Regions from separate parts of the Pan troglodytes genome. Here region 2 is linked to region 1. The links are chromatin contacts, called in public Hi-C maps. All regions are on one chromosome and are shown on one strand. The core of a region is the stretch at or near the end of the contact, and the rest is flanking DNA. Distances in the headings are between cores, read along the strand shown.

What was found. A called contact is a pair of places that touch in the nucleus more often than the background predicts.
Region 2: a Hi-C map of induced pluripotent stem cells shows a contact between it and region 1, with 2.9 times the contacts expected there. The contact joins two enhancer-like sites. A contact is called at or near these places in 3 of 7 Hi-C or Micro-C datasets (induced pluripotent stem cells and stem cell-derived neural progenitor cells) and 1 of 1 other capture datasets (stem cell-derived neural stem cells).

The regions. Positions count from the first base shown.
Region 1 is chr2:51,872,094-51,878,596 of NHGRI_mPanTro3-v2.0_pri, reverse strand. MAP4 (microtubule associated protein 4) reads left to right here. Exons shown (of 18, transcript XM_063805704.1): 16 at 999-1,111; 17 at 2,981-3,170; 18 at 3,294-5,638. The coding sequence ends at 3,301. DHX30 (DExH-box helicase 30) reads right to left here. Exons shown (of 23, transcript XM_063805730.1): 23 at 6,149-6,475. The coding sequence ends at 6,222. Among named protein-coding and RNA genes, the nearest start is that of MIR1226, 3.5 kb to the right of the region's middle. Within about 2 kb of position 3,041, at least 8 of the 24 cell types and tissues checked have an H3K27ac peak or open chromatin away from gene starts, as enhancers often do. A contact at or near this core is called in induced pluripotent stem cells and stem cell-derived neural stem cells, where this site is marked.
Region 2 is chr2:52,177,424-52,183,637 of NHGRI_mPanTro3-v2.0_pri, reverse strand. CDC25A (cell division cycle 25A) reads left to right here. Exons shown (of 16, transcript XM_009445387.5): 15 at 3,205-3,316; 16 at 3,575-5,503. The coding sequence ends at 3,715. It also overlaps the pseudogene LOC104005553. Among named protein-coding and RNA genes, the nearest start is that of CDC25A, 29 kb to the left of the region's middle. Within about 2 kb of position 4,632, at least 2 of the 24 cell types and tissues checked have an H3K27ac peak or open chromatin away from gene starts, as enhancers often do. A contact at or near this core is called in induced pluripotent stem cells and stem cell-derived neural stem cells, where this site is marked.

The sequences.
Region 1 (6,503 bases), core at 1,792-4,291:
TCCCCTTTTATCTGGGAAATCTCCTATCAGATACTTCCTTCTCTAATGACACTGAGTCACTTAGGGTCTAGTTTTTGCCAGGGCTGGGTTTCCCAATATGGGACACCGGGAGACCTCGGCCAGAAGCTGTGCGTGGAGGTCCGCCATGTGAGCTGAGAGGAGATGGAAGAACAGGAGAAGGGGCCCAAGGGAAACCACGCTGCTGGGCGCGGGAGGGGCTGGGTACTCATTGAGGGCAGCTCGTCCCGCACCCTTCCCCTTGGTCTCATGGGCACACTCTGGCCAGTGAGCTCTGAACCCTGGGCGTGAGTTCAGACCACTTTCCCTCCCCGTCCTAGCCTGAGGTCACTAGATCCCAGGCCTGCCTTGGTCCATGTCTTTCCTTCCTCAGCGCACAGCCTCGGGGCCACTCTGTCCTTTTTATTATTCCTTCTTTTTGCTAGAGTGTGGTACGGTTAGGGGCTCAGACAATTTTCACAACCTGTCACTGTCAATCAGCAGATTGGTGGTAACTCTGGGTGAGTCCCTTCTCTTTTGCAGCATCAGTTTTACCGGCTGGGAAGCAGGGACCGTGGCCGTGATGACAGGGCATTCATGAGAATTCAGTGAGGCTGTGCCTGAGAAGCACTGCATGGCCCAGTTAGCGGGAGGGCATTCCCACACAGAGTAGAGAAGCAGAGGCTTCGCCCTAGAGGCTGTGCTCGGAGCCCCAGGCCTGCCCAAGCCTGGCCTGCAGCTCGGTAGCTGTGGCATGGGGTGGTGGAAGGGATGGCTTTCCTTCTCTTGGAGGTATTCCCACTGGCTGGACGGAGAGATTGTCTCAGCCTCACTGTGATACGAGAAGTCCTCTTTAGACAAACGTGTTCACTGTTCTTCATTTGCCACCCAGAACAGGTCACGTCTGTCTCATTTCTAGATTGGGCATATCGCTAGTCCTGGTTTTGCCTGCAGGGATATTCCTCTGCCACCCTAGGTGACCAGTTCCTTTGTGGTTCCAGGTGGAGGAGATGTCAAGATTGAAAGTCAGAAGTTGAACTTCAAGGAGAAGGCCCAGGCCAAGGTGGGATCCCTCGATAATGTGGGCCACCTACCTGCAGGAGGTGCCGTGAAGGTAGCGAGTGGGTCACTGGGGAGACACAGCTGGGGAGGGGTGGGAACTATGCAGTTAGGGTCAGGGTCCTCACAGGTAGGCACCTGTCACCGCCCCTCAGTCTCTTCAGGAGTCATGTCTTCACCCACACCATTGCCATTTTCCCATCGTGTATCATCAGTCCTGACTGAGGCAGAAGTGAAGAGGCCCCAGCCCAGCCACCCCTCACCTGTCAGCTGGAGGCAGAACCTTGCTCCTGAGAGCCATGGCCTTCCTAATTGAGCCCATCCAGCCATTTGAGAAGGCCACGGGCTGGGACACAGACCACCCCCAGGCGAGCGGGGGTTCTGCACCACACAGTTCTCCCCAGCTGTCTCGCGCCAAGGGGAATGTGGGTTCCCGCCCCATGTCAGGCTCCGCTCCTGGGCTGGGAGCAGGACAGCACATTCTTAGCTGCCAGCGACAGCAGGCTGCCTGGGGCCTCCCTCTGCAGGGCCTGCCTGGGGCCTCCCTCTGCAGGGCTCTGGGACAGAGCTCAAGTGGCAGAGGTTCCCATCCTCATGACTGGCTGGGCCTCTTCTCCCTTCCCTCTCTCCTCTTTCCTCCCTTCCTCCTTCCACAGTACTGTGAGACCTTTTGTGTGCCAAGATGCTGTCTGTCCTATGTTCCATGTCATCCGTGGGTGGGGGGCCCATGAGGGGCGTCTTGCAGACCCCGAGCACAAGGATGGCTGCTGCTGCTCGGGTTCAGGTGCGCAGGGGAGAGGGGCCAGGAGCCGCTGCCCTGGGCCTTCCTTTCCATCTCTGCTCCCCAGTGCCAGCCACTGCCCAGCCCGTCCCCTGTCCCATCCTCTCCTGATGCTCTGACTGAAGCCTTGATCAGCTTCCAGGAACATCTGGGGGGGTCCTTGCTGCCACAGGCTCTCAGTTCGTGCCCCCCATACCTCGTGAGGATGCCGTTCTCGCGCCCGTCTCAGTGGGGCCTTAACTTGGCTTTAGTCTCTTGTCCAAGGACACAGCAAGCGAGTGTGGACCAGGATTCACATCTGGGCTTTTCTGACCCTAAGCCTTGTGTTCTTTTCCTTGTTCACATTATATCCCCTTATTAGTTCTGGAATTATTGTTTTTAATCGAGGCCTATTTCTCACTATGCCGATTAGAAACCACTTCTCCCTTGTCACTTTTTGGGTATTTGGCGACACACGCTTTCCAGCTCCCCAGTGGCCTCTCGCAGCTGTTCTTTCTTCTCTGCCTTCCTCACACTGAATGTTCCATGTCCCCCAAATGTCCTCCTCCTATGAAGCCCTCCAGGCCTCCACAGTCTCCCTGGGTTATACCTCCTTGGACACCTTTCTGCCTCCCATGGACCCCTGGTCCCAGAATGGTGCCCCGCACAGACAAGGCCTCAGCACCTGTGTTCCTGACCAGACAGATGTGCAGGCAGGGCTGCCTGGGAGCTACTGAGGACCCCACTCTGTGTGCAGGGGGTGGCCTGGGTTCAGGGAGGGTTTGGGAGGGTGGGCTGCACCCTTCAGGGGGCTACCCTTCAGGCTTGTTGCTCACTGTTGTCATGGCTACGTATTTGGTACCAGCCTGAGGCCTGGCACCTCTGCCCTCAGAGAGGCTTCATCAGAGCCTCACATGCCACAGAGGGGCTCTAAGAGTGTGTCACTGGTCCAGCTGCTCCTGACACTCGGGAGTCGGTCTCCCAGGTGAGGTGGGGTGGGTGGGGCCGGGGCACCTGCCTGGGATTCTCCAAGCAACTGTGCCTTGAGCCAGTGGGTGCCAGGGCAGCAAGGGTGGGGGCTGTGTGTGAAACCCACCACCATCACCCCATCCCACTCCCCCCCTCGACTGACCCTGCACTGTCTCCCCCACTGTTTCATTGTAGACTGAGGGCGGTGGCAGCGAGGCTCCTCTGTGTCCGGGTCCCCCTGCTGGGGAGGAGCCGGCCATCTCTGAGGCAGCGCCTGAAGCTGGCGCCCCCACTTCAGCCAGTGGCCTCAATGGCCACCCCACCCTGTCAGGGGGTGGTGACCAAAGGGAGGCCCAGACCTTGGACAGCCAGATCCAGGAGACAAGTAAGTGGCTGGGCTCGGCCTAAGGGCCAGCCAGGGGCCCTGCCACTGGCCGCAAATTGAAACTCCTTTGTTTTTGACTAGAGTGTGGCCTAAATTTTAATGAAGTAACCTTTTATTTTCCAGGCATCTAATGATGACATTCTGGTCTCGTCTTCCGTCTCCCCCGTGTTCCCCTCTTGTCTCCCCTGTTCCCCTCTCCCTTCCCTCCTCCCATGTCACTGCAGATTGAGACCTACAGGCTGACGTTCCGGGCAAATGCCAGGGCCCGCACCGACCACGGGGCCGACATTGTCTCCCGCCCCCCACACTTCCCTGGCGGCCCCAACTCGGGCTCCCGGGTCCTTGGCCCCCTTTCCCGGGCTGTCCACTAGACCAGTGAGCGCTTGGGCGCCGTGCTGGGCAGCCCGCTAGGCTCGCCTTCCCTCCTGCTTTGCGTGTCCGGGGCAGCAGCAGCCCTGCCCCACACCTCCTCTCACTCCCCAGCCTGGGCCCATCTCCCTGCTTTGGTCTTGCCCCATCACTGCGCCACTGCTCCGTGGAGGAGGTTGGGAGGGGGTTGGGGTGGTTGAGGCTAAGTTGGGATCTAGGAGAGGAGAACCAGATTCTATCCTCTTCTTTTTTTGGTTCTTTGGTCCAAACCCAAAAGAAACTGACATGCCCTCCCTCCTCCCTGGATCTACCTGGAGGGAAGAGTGGAGGTGGATTCCGAGTGGTGACAGGACGCTGACCGTGGAGCTTAAGCCACTGCCTCTCCCTCTGGTCCCACAAATGGGCGCCCCCCCCCCCCCCCCCATGCAGGTGGTGTCGGGCCCTTCTTGCTGCCCTGCCCCAAGTTGGGGGTCAGTGCTGCCTGTCCCCATGCTTAACATACCCGCCTAGCTGCTGTCACATTTTTCTTGTTTTGTCCTTTTATTTTTTTCTAATAACCTAAAAACTGGCGAAATAGTTCTGCAGGTTGAAGCCATGTCTACATGAAAGTCCTCAGTAAGTGTTAGAGGGAACAGGGCGGAGATATCCTTATGCCACCCCCGCTGAAGGATGTGGGCAGCTTAGGGCCCTGGAGGCGGTGCGGCAGGGAAGAGGGGTGCAGAGGCTGTGGCTGGTGAGCCGGTCAGGCACACAAGGGGCTCTTGGAGCGTGGACTGGTTGGTTTTGCCATTTTGTTGTATGCTGCTTTTCTTTTCTAACCAAGAGGCTGGTTTTGGCATCTCTATCCCATTCCCTGGGATCTGGTGGTCAGCCCTAGGATAAAAAGCCAGGGCTGGAGAACAAGAAAGGGCCAGGAGATGGAATTCCTTCAGGCCGGCACCCGCACCCTAGGACATGTAAGCCCTCATGTCCAAGGGAGCCTCATGCAGATAGTAGGAAATCAGGTCTGGAAATTTAAAAATAAAAGGCATGAGACTAAGGCTATCTGCTTCCCTTATGCCCTGACTGGAGAGGGGAGGGAGGAGAGGCAAGGCCCACAGAGGGCATCCCAGCTAGGCCTTGGGATGGCTGCAGTGAGGAGAAATCCCGGGAACTGTATTGACACAAAGATTCTTATTGCACTTGTATTTTTTGTATTAAAGTTTGCATGGTTTCTAATAAAGGATTCAAACATAAGTTTGTAGTGAAATGGCCTGGGAGATTCCAAGGGCTTCTCTGGAGGGGGATTGGCTGCAGTGTAGATTTGCCTCTGAGGAGGCTGCCCCAGACTTGGCCTCCTCAGGCCCCCTCCTGACCTCTGCCCTTCTCTGGTCCTGGCATCCCTGGAGAAGGTAGGGGTCTTGACCTAGGTTTAGATTTGATCTCCATGTGCAGGGAGGCTGTCCTGGGCCTGACAGGTCCTCCCCCTTTCTGAGGTAGCAGTGCCTTGTGGAAGTTTGACACCATGTCCCTAGCTCCCCAAGCACACACCAGGAAACTGCAGGGGCTCACGGAGGAAGTGCTGCCTGGGCCAGGGGGACCAGCTTTCCTCCGTAGAGACCATGTGCAGAACACTTCTGCTGTGCCCAGAACATGAGGGAGCCAGTGTTTTGTCAGCAGGAAGAAAGGGCCTGCTGGGATGAAAGTGGGAAGGAAACAGGGTTGAGTAGTCAGGAGACACCCCAGGGGCAACAGCACAGGCCCAGAGTACCTGCTGCCTCCACTGCGTCTGTCCTTGGGTCATGAGGATGCTGAGGTTGATGACAGGTTCCAGGTCCTTTCACTCCTTTGGCCAAAGGTTGGGGGTAGGTGGCCCAAGTGGCGTGCTCTCTAGGTAGACAACAGGAGTGGTCAGAGTTCCCTCAAAGGATCCTCCACTCCAGAGCACCTGAGAAGGCCGGGACCAGAGGCCCTGTGTGATGTGTACTCCGCAGCTGTTTGTTTGGGGTGGGACATTTCTGTACTTCTCGATTTGCTTATGGCTCAGCCATTACCTGTGTCAGTCCATGATTCTGTTGTAACAGTTTTAAGAGTAAATAAAGCTGCCTGATGTCCCATCACGCAGGCTTCGTGCTTCTGTGTCTCGTTTTGCATCTACCACCTCCCTGGATCTTCCTGCCCTCAGCTCAGCCCCTCGGCTGTGAACTTGTTGATGTGGACACGGGAAGGACCACTGTGCCACATAGCCCTGGGCCTTGGCTACCTGTGGAACTCTCCCCTAGTCTGCCTGATAAAGGGCTACTTGACATTTACTTACTTGCTTACTTACTGTCCAAAACTACAAGGACAGTGACAGTTCTGACAGGCTTCCTGTGGTGGATACCCAGAGCAGCAGCTGTGCCAGGGGACTGGGGTGGTTAACAGCACCGCTGCTTCATGCTCTTGGTGAAGGGAGGAGGTTCCAACACCCTTCTCTCTTAAGACTTGGGGCCACAGCCAGCCCCTGTCCCCCAGCAATAAGCATCATCTCACTCTCTTCTCTACCTACCTACCTTCCTCCTTCCTCTTTGGGGAACCGTGGCCCAGTGTATGGAGGCCCTGAGAGAGGAGCCCCTAGTGGACAGCAGTGGTCACAAGGGATAAATAGAACTTTATTTTAAATAAACATTTGCACTCTGTACACAGCCCCAGCAGAAGCAGGGCTCAGTCGTCAGCTGTCTTGCGCACATCAAAGCTGCCACAGGGTCCTCGCAGCAGCTCTGCCAGTAGCGCAAGCAGCTGCCCGTGCTCCTCCTGTACGCTGGGGGGAAGTGCAGCCAGCTCGCTGCGCAGGCTCCGCTCCACCATGCGGCCCAGGGCCCGCCGCAGCTCCTTCAGCAGCCGCACGGTACGCGAGTCACCCTCCAGCCGCAGCAGGTCACTGTCGCTCAGTGAGATGGTGGCCCGGCGCCCGTCATCTGAGGGAACGGAAAAGATGGTGGGGAA
Region 2 (6,214 bases), core at 3,383-5,882, 300 kb before region 1:
GCCAGGATGGTCTCCATCTCCTGACCTTGCGACCTGCCCGTCTCGGCCTCCCAAAGTGCTCGGATTACAGGCGTGAGCCACTGCGCCTGACCTGAACCATTTTAAAGCTCAAGAAGAGGTGAGGTTATGGCTGGGCACAGTGGCACCTGTAATCCCAACACTTTGGGAGGCCGAAGCAGGAGGATCACTTGCTCGGGAGTTTCAGACCAGACCAACCTGGGTAACACAGTGGGACCCCACCTCTACAAAAAATAGGTGGTGGGAGGATCGTTTGAGCCCGGCAGGTCGAGGCTGTGGTGAGCTATGATCATGCCACTGTACTCCAGCCTAGGTGACAGAGTGAGACTCTGTCTCACACACACACACACACACACACACACAAAGGTTATACTTGCACACACTTCACCTGATTTTATTAATTTTTAACATTTTGTCACATTTGTATGTACATGCTCTACACACAGGCAACTACAGTACAACTTGACACTTTTGACTGTCATCTCATAAGTCCTTCAAACATCTGTCTCCAAAGGATGCTCATTCATGAATGGAATTATTCACTCAGCAGTTTTTTTGTTTGTTTGTTTGAGATGTAGTCTTGCTCTGCCACCCAGACTGGAGTGCAGTGGTGCGATCTCGGATCACTGCAACCTCCACCTCCTGGGTTCCAGCAATTCTCCTGCCTCAGGCTCCCAAGTAGCTGGGACTACAGGTGCATGCCACCATGCCAAGCTAATGTTTGTATTTTTAGTAGAGACGGGGTTTTGCTACATTGGCCAGGCTGGTCTCGAACTCCTGACCTCAAGTGATCTACCCGCCTCAGCCTCCCAAAGTGCTGGGATTATAGGCCTGAAACAAACTAATCTGGACACACATACACACACATGTAAATTGTTTTTAAACCCACAAAAGATGCTGCTCTCTTTTTTTTTTATTTTTGAGTCAGGGTCAGTCTCTGTTGTCCAGGCTGGAGTACAGTGGCAGGAGCACAGCCCACTGTAGCCTCTGCCTCCCAGGCTCAAGTGATTCTCCCACCTCAGCCTCCCAGGAAGCTAGGACCACAAACATGCATCACCATGCCTGGCTAATTTTTGTATTTTTTGTAGAGACAGGGTCTCACTGTGTTGCCCAGGCTGGTCTCAAACTCCTGGGCTCAGGCAATCCTGGCCTCCCAAAGTGCTTGGATTACAGGTGTGAGCCGCCATGCCCAGCCCAAAAGATGCTATTCTCTTAATTCTCTCATTTCCCCATCTTCCTCTTTAACACCTCTAATATAAAGGACATTATTATACCATATTGAAACTTCACCTAGATATACAGAAAACGCCCCATCTCTGTATTCTGTATTTGCAAGCTGCATGTTTATATCACCATCTACAGATACCCCTTACACTTCATTCCCCTCTTGAGTTTCGCCATCACTGGCTTTCTGTTGTTCCACTGGGGAAAGATTTGGGATTCACAGGTGAATGTTGTTTTTTTTTTGTTTTTTTTTTTTTTTGAGTTGGAATCTTGCCCTGTCGCCCAGGCTGGAATGCAGTGGCACAATCTCGGCTCACTGCAGCCTCCTCCTCCCGGGTTCAAGCATTTCTCTGCCTCAGCCTCCCAAGTAGCTGGGATTACAGGCACCTGCCACCACACCCAGCTAATTTTTTGTAGTTTTAGTAGACACAGGGTTTCACTATCTTGGCCAGGCTGGTTTTGAACTCCTGACCTCGTGATCCACCGCCTCAGCCTCCCAAAGTGCTGGAATTACAGGTGTGAGCCACCGCGCCCAGCCAAACTCCTTTTAACCACAGGCAAATGGTTTAAGCTACGTGCTGCAGAGGAAGCTGCTGCCCATCCCTCATGAGCAGCTAACAAAGGCCCCAAACCACTGAGCTTCAAGAGAAAATCAGCAGATACTCTTGGCTCTTGTGTACCAGATAACTTTCTAGATACTGAGGGAGAAGAGCAGTGAACAAAACAGACCAAAAAATCTCTGCCTTCATGGAACTTACATTTCAGAGTGGACAGGAGATCGAGACCAGCCTGGCCAACATGGTGAAATCCCGTCTCTACTAAAAATACAAAAATTAGCCAGGCGTGGTGGCGGACACCTGTAATCCCAGCTACTTTGGAGGCTGAGGCAGGAGCATCCCTTGAACCCAGGAGGCAGAGGTTGCAGTGAGCTGAGATCGCGCCAGTGCACTCCAGCCTGGGCGACAGAGTGAGACTCCATCTCAAAAAAAAAAAAAAAAAAAAAAAAGGTGACTGGGTGCGGTGGCTAACTCTTGTAATCCCAACACTTTGGGAGGCCAAGGCAGGTGGATCACAAGGTCAAGAGGTCGAGACCATCTTGGCCAACATGGTGAAGCCCCGTCTCTACTAAACATACAAAAATCAGCTGGGCGGTGGCACGCGCCTGTAGTCCCAGCTATTTGGGAGGCTGAGGCAGGAGAATTACTTGAACCCGGGAGACGGAGATTGCAGTGAGCCTGAGGTCACGCCCTTGCACTCCAGCCTGGTGACAGAGTGAGATTCTGTCTCAGAAAAAAGAAGGTGCTTCAGAGAAAAATAAGGCCAGTGGTGGAGCTCCCAGGCAGGCTGGAGGAACAGTAGTGGGGCTGCAGGGGCTGGCGTGGGGTGAACAAGGGGCAGAGCAGCAGTAGGGGCCTGTAGAGCTGTAGGCCTCTGAAGGACTTGGGGCCTGGGGCTTTTTCACCAAGGGCGAGGCAGTAAGCAGCCATTGGCTGGATATTGAAGACCATTCAGTCCAAGTAGAGGATAGAAACAGGGCCCCGAGGCAGGAGCAAGTTCAGCCTCTTTAAAAGCCACAGAAAGAAACAAGCCCACTTATGTAGAAGGAGGTGAGTGAGGGAGCCTGGCTGAAGAGAAGGCTGGGGTGGAGAAAGCAAGGGGAAGCTGGCTCATATAGTGAAAACTTGCCACAAACTGTGGTGGTGAAGGTGCTGGGCAGGACTCAGATGCTAGGATTGTTGGAGAAAGGAAAGTTGGGGAAGAGACCATCTACTGGCACTGGCTGTGAGTGCTGCTCACGTGGCCAGGAACTTGCAACTCAGCACTGATTGTTTCTAAGAATAAATGTCAAGTTGGGAAGATGTGTATAAGGGGGACTTAGACCACAGCTGCTGCTTTGACTGCGTTGCCTTGTTGCTGTGCTGGAAAAGCTAACCCTGCTTTGGCCTTCCTTCCCCTGACTAGGTGCCGGTATGTGAGAGAGAGAGATCGCCTGGGTAATGAATACCCCAAACTCCACTACCCTGAGCTGTATGTCCTGAAGGGGGGATACAAGGAGTTCTTTATGAAATGCCAGGTAAGACTGGGGTTGTGGAGAGCATCTCTCCTCCCCCGCCCCCAGTGGTAGACTAATGGATCTGTCTGGTGGTCATGACTTTCTTTCCAGGGGTCGGGGGACAAGGTGGGTATCTGCTGAACCCAAAGAAAGCCCCTGTAGAACTGGCTGCCTAGGTCTGCCTGGCCGCTTTCAGCCTTGTAGCCCTAGGCAGAGGGGAAACCAGGTTGTGGGTGTGAGGCAGGTGTACCCTAACCTTATTCTCTCCTGTCCCCTCAGTCTTACTGTGAGCCCCCTAGCTACCGGCCCATGCACCACGAGGACTTTAAAGAAGACCTGAAGAAGTTCCGCACCAAGAGCCGGACCTGGGCAGGGGAGAAGAGCAAGAGAGAGATGTACAGTCGTCTGAAGAAGCTCTGAGGGCGGCAGGACCAGCCAGCAGCAGCCCAAGCTTCCCTCCATCCCCCTTTACCCTCTTTGCTGCAGAGAAACTTAAGCAAAGGGGACGGCTGTGTGACATTTGGAGAGGGGGCCTGGGACTTCCATGCCTTAAACCTACCTCCCACACTCCAAAGGTTGGAGCCCAGGGCATCTTGCTGGCTACGCCTCTTCTGTCCCTGTTAGACATCCTCCGTCCATATCAGAACTGTGCCACAATGCAGTTCTGAGCACCGTGTCAAGCTGCTCTGAGCCACAGTGGGATGAACCAGCCGGGGCCTTATCGGGCTCCAGCCATCTCATGAGGGGAGAGGAGACGGAGGGGAGTAGAGAAGTTACACAGAAATGCTGCTGGCCAAATAGCAAAGACAACCTGGGAAGGAAAGGTCTTTGTGGGATAATCCATATCTTTAATTTATTCAACTTCATCAATCACTTTATTTTATTTTTTTTTTCTAACTCCTGGAGACTTATTTTACTGCTTCATTAGGTTGAAATACTGCCATTCTAGGTAGGGTTTTATTATCCCAGGGACTACCTCGGCTTTTAATTAAAAAAAAAAAAAAAAGAAGTGGGTAAGAAAATGCAAACCTGTTATAAGTTATTGGACAGAAAGCTAGGTGCTCTGTCACCCCCAGGAGGCGCTGTGGTACTGGGGCTGCTGCTATTTAAGCCAAGAACTGAGGTCCTGGTGAGAGCGTTGGACCCAGGCTTGGCTGCCTGACATAAGCTAAATCTCCCAGACCCACCACTGGCTACCGATATCTATTTGGTGGGAGGTGTGGCCCTGTTCTTCCTCACCCCAGTTCCATGACATTGGCTGGTATAGGAGCCACAGTCAGGAAAGCACTTGAGGCAGCATCTGTTGGGCCACCCCCGGCTCAGTGCTGGAATGTTGCAGTGTAGGTTTCCCAGGGAAGGGGGGTGGGGGTAGGTGGGCTCCACAGGATGGGGGAGGAGCATGTCCACTGAGTGTCTTCCTTATGTTGCTGTGATATTGATAGCTTTTATTTTCTAATTTTTAAAAAATGGTCATATTATGAGTCAAAGAGTATCAAATCAGTGTTGGATGGACCACCCAAGAGTGAGGAGAGGGGCTGGAAGCCCTGGGCATTAGGAGAAGGGAGTGGGTGCTGGCATGGACATGACTGGATACAATTTTCTCAGGAGGGAGCTTGGTGGATTTTGAAGGTAAAACTTTCTGGGTTTATCATGTTTTAATTTGAGAGACAGGGAGTGATGAATCATCACCCGTTGTCCCCTTATCTAACTCCATAAAAGTGGGAATTTCAAAAGAACACCTCATCCAAGGAGCTGGGGCAGACTTCATTGATTCTAGAGAGGCCTGTTTCACTGCCTACTCATCCCTGCCCTCTGGTGGCAGCCTCCTTACCATCACGGCTTCACTGAGGTGTAGGCGGGTTTTTCTTAAACAGGAGACAGTCTCTCCCCTCTTACCTCAACTTCCTATTCTTGGGGTTGGGGGGGGCGTGGGAATCAGTGATACTGGAGATGGCTAGTTGCTGTGTTACGGGTTTGAGTTACATTTGGCTATAAAACAATCTTGTTGGGAAAAATGTGGGGGAGAGGACTTCTTCCTACACGCGCATTGAGACAGATTCCAACTGGTTAATGATCTTGTTTGTAAGAAAGAGATTCTGCTGGTTGACTGCCTAAAGAGAAAGGTGGGATGGCCTTCAGATTATACCAGCTTAGCTAGCATTACTAACCAACTGTTGGAAGCTCTGAAAATAAAAGATCTTGAACCCATGCTCTCTGCCTAGTTCTTGATGGATTTAAGGAGAATTACATTTCCCTTTAAGGTCCTGGGACCACATTAACTAAAATTAGTGTTTGGGATAGCCACATTTCCTCAAGAAGCTCTGACTCCAAAAACTTGTGGTTCAGATTGATTTGCAAGATGAAATGGGCGCATAAAAAGTGTGCCTGAGGCCAGCCGCAGTGGCTCATGCCTGTAATCCCTGCATTTTGGGAGGCCGAGGCAGGCAGATCACTTGAGGCCAGGAGGTCAAGGCTGCAGTGCCCACACATAATGTGATGCTGGGGGCTACTGGGGACAAAATATATTGGGCTGAAGCACAGAGGGACGCCCAGAATAGAAAACACATGGTCCTTTATGTATGGATTGGAAAACTAGGGGTTCAGGCATATTTGATTATATTATATATACCTATATTTTTTTGAGACAGTCTCACTGTTGCCCAGGCTGGAGTTGCAGTGGTGTGATCTCGGCTTACTCCAGCTTCGACCTTCCAGGCTCAAGCAATCCTCCCACCTCAGCCTCCCAAAGTGCTGGGATTACAGATGTGAGCCACCATGCTTTTTAAAGTTTACTTTGAGCAAGTAATATTTCCCTGGATTGCTGCAAAGGCCAGCTAGCTTCCTGTCTGATCTATCCTTCCTAAAATTGCAAATTAAGTCAACCCATTATTGAGAATTTAATTTTTTTTTTTTTTTTTT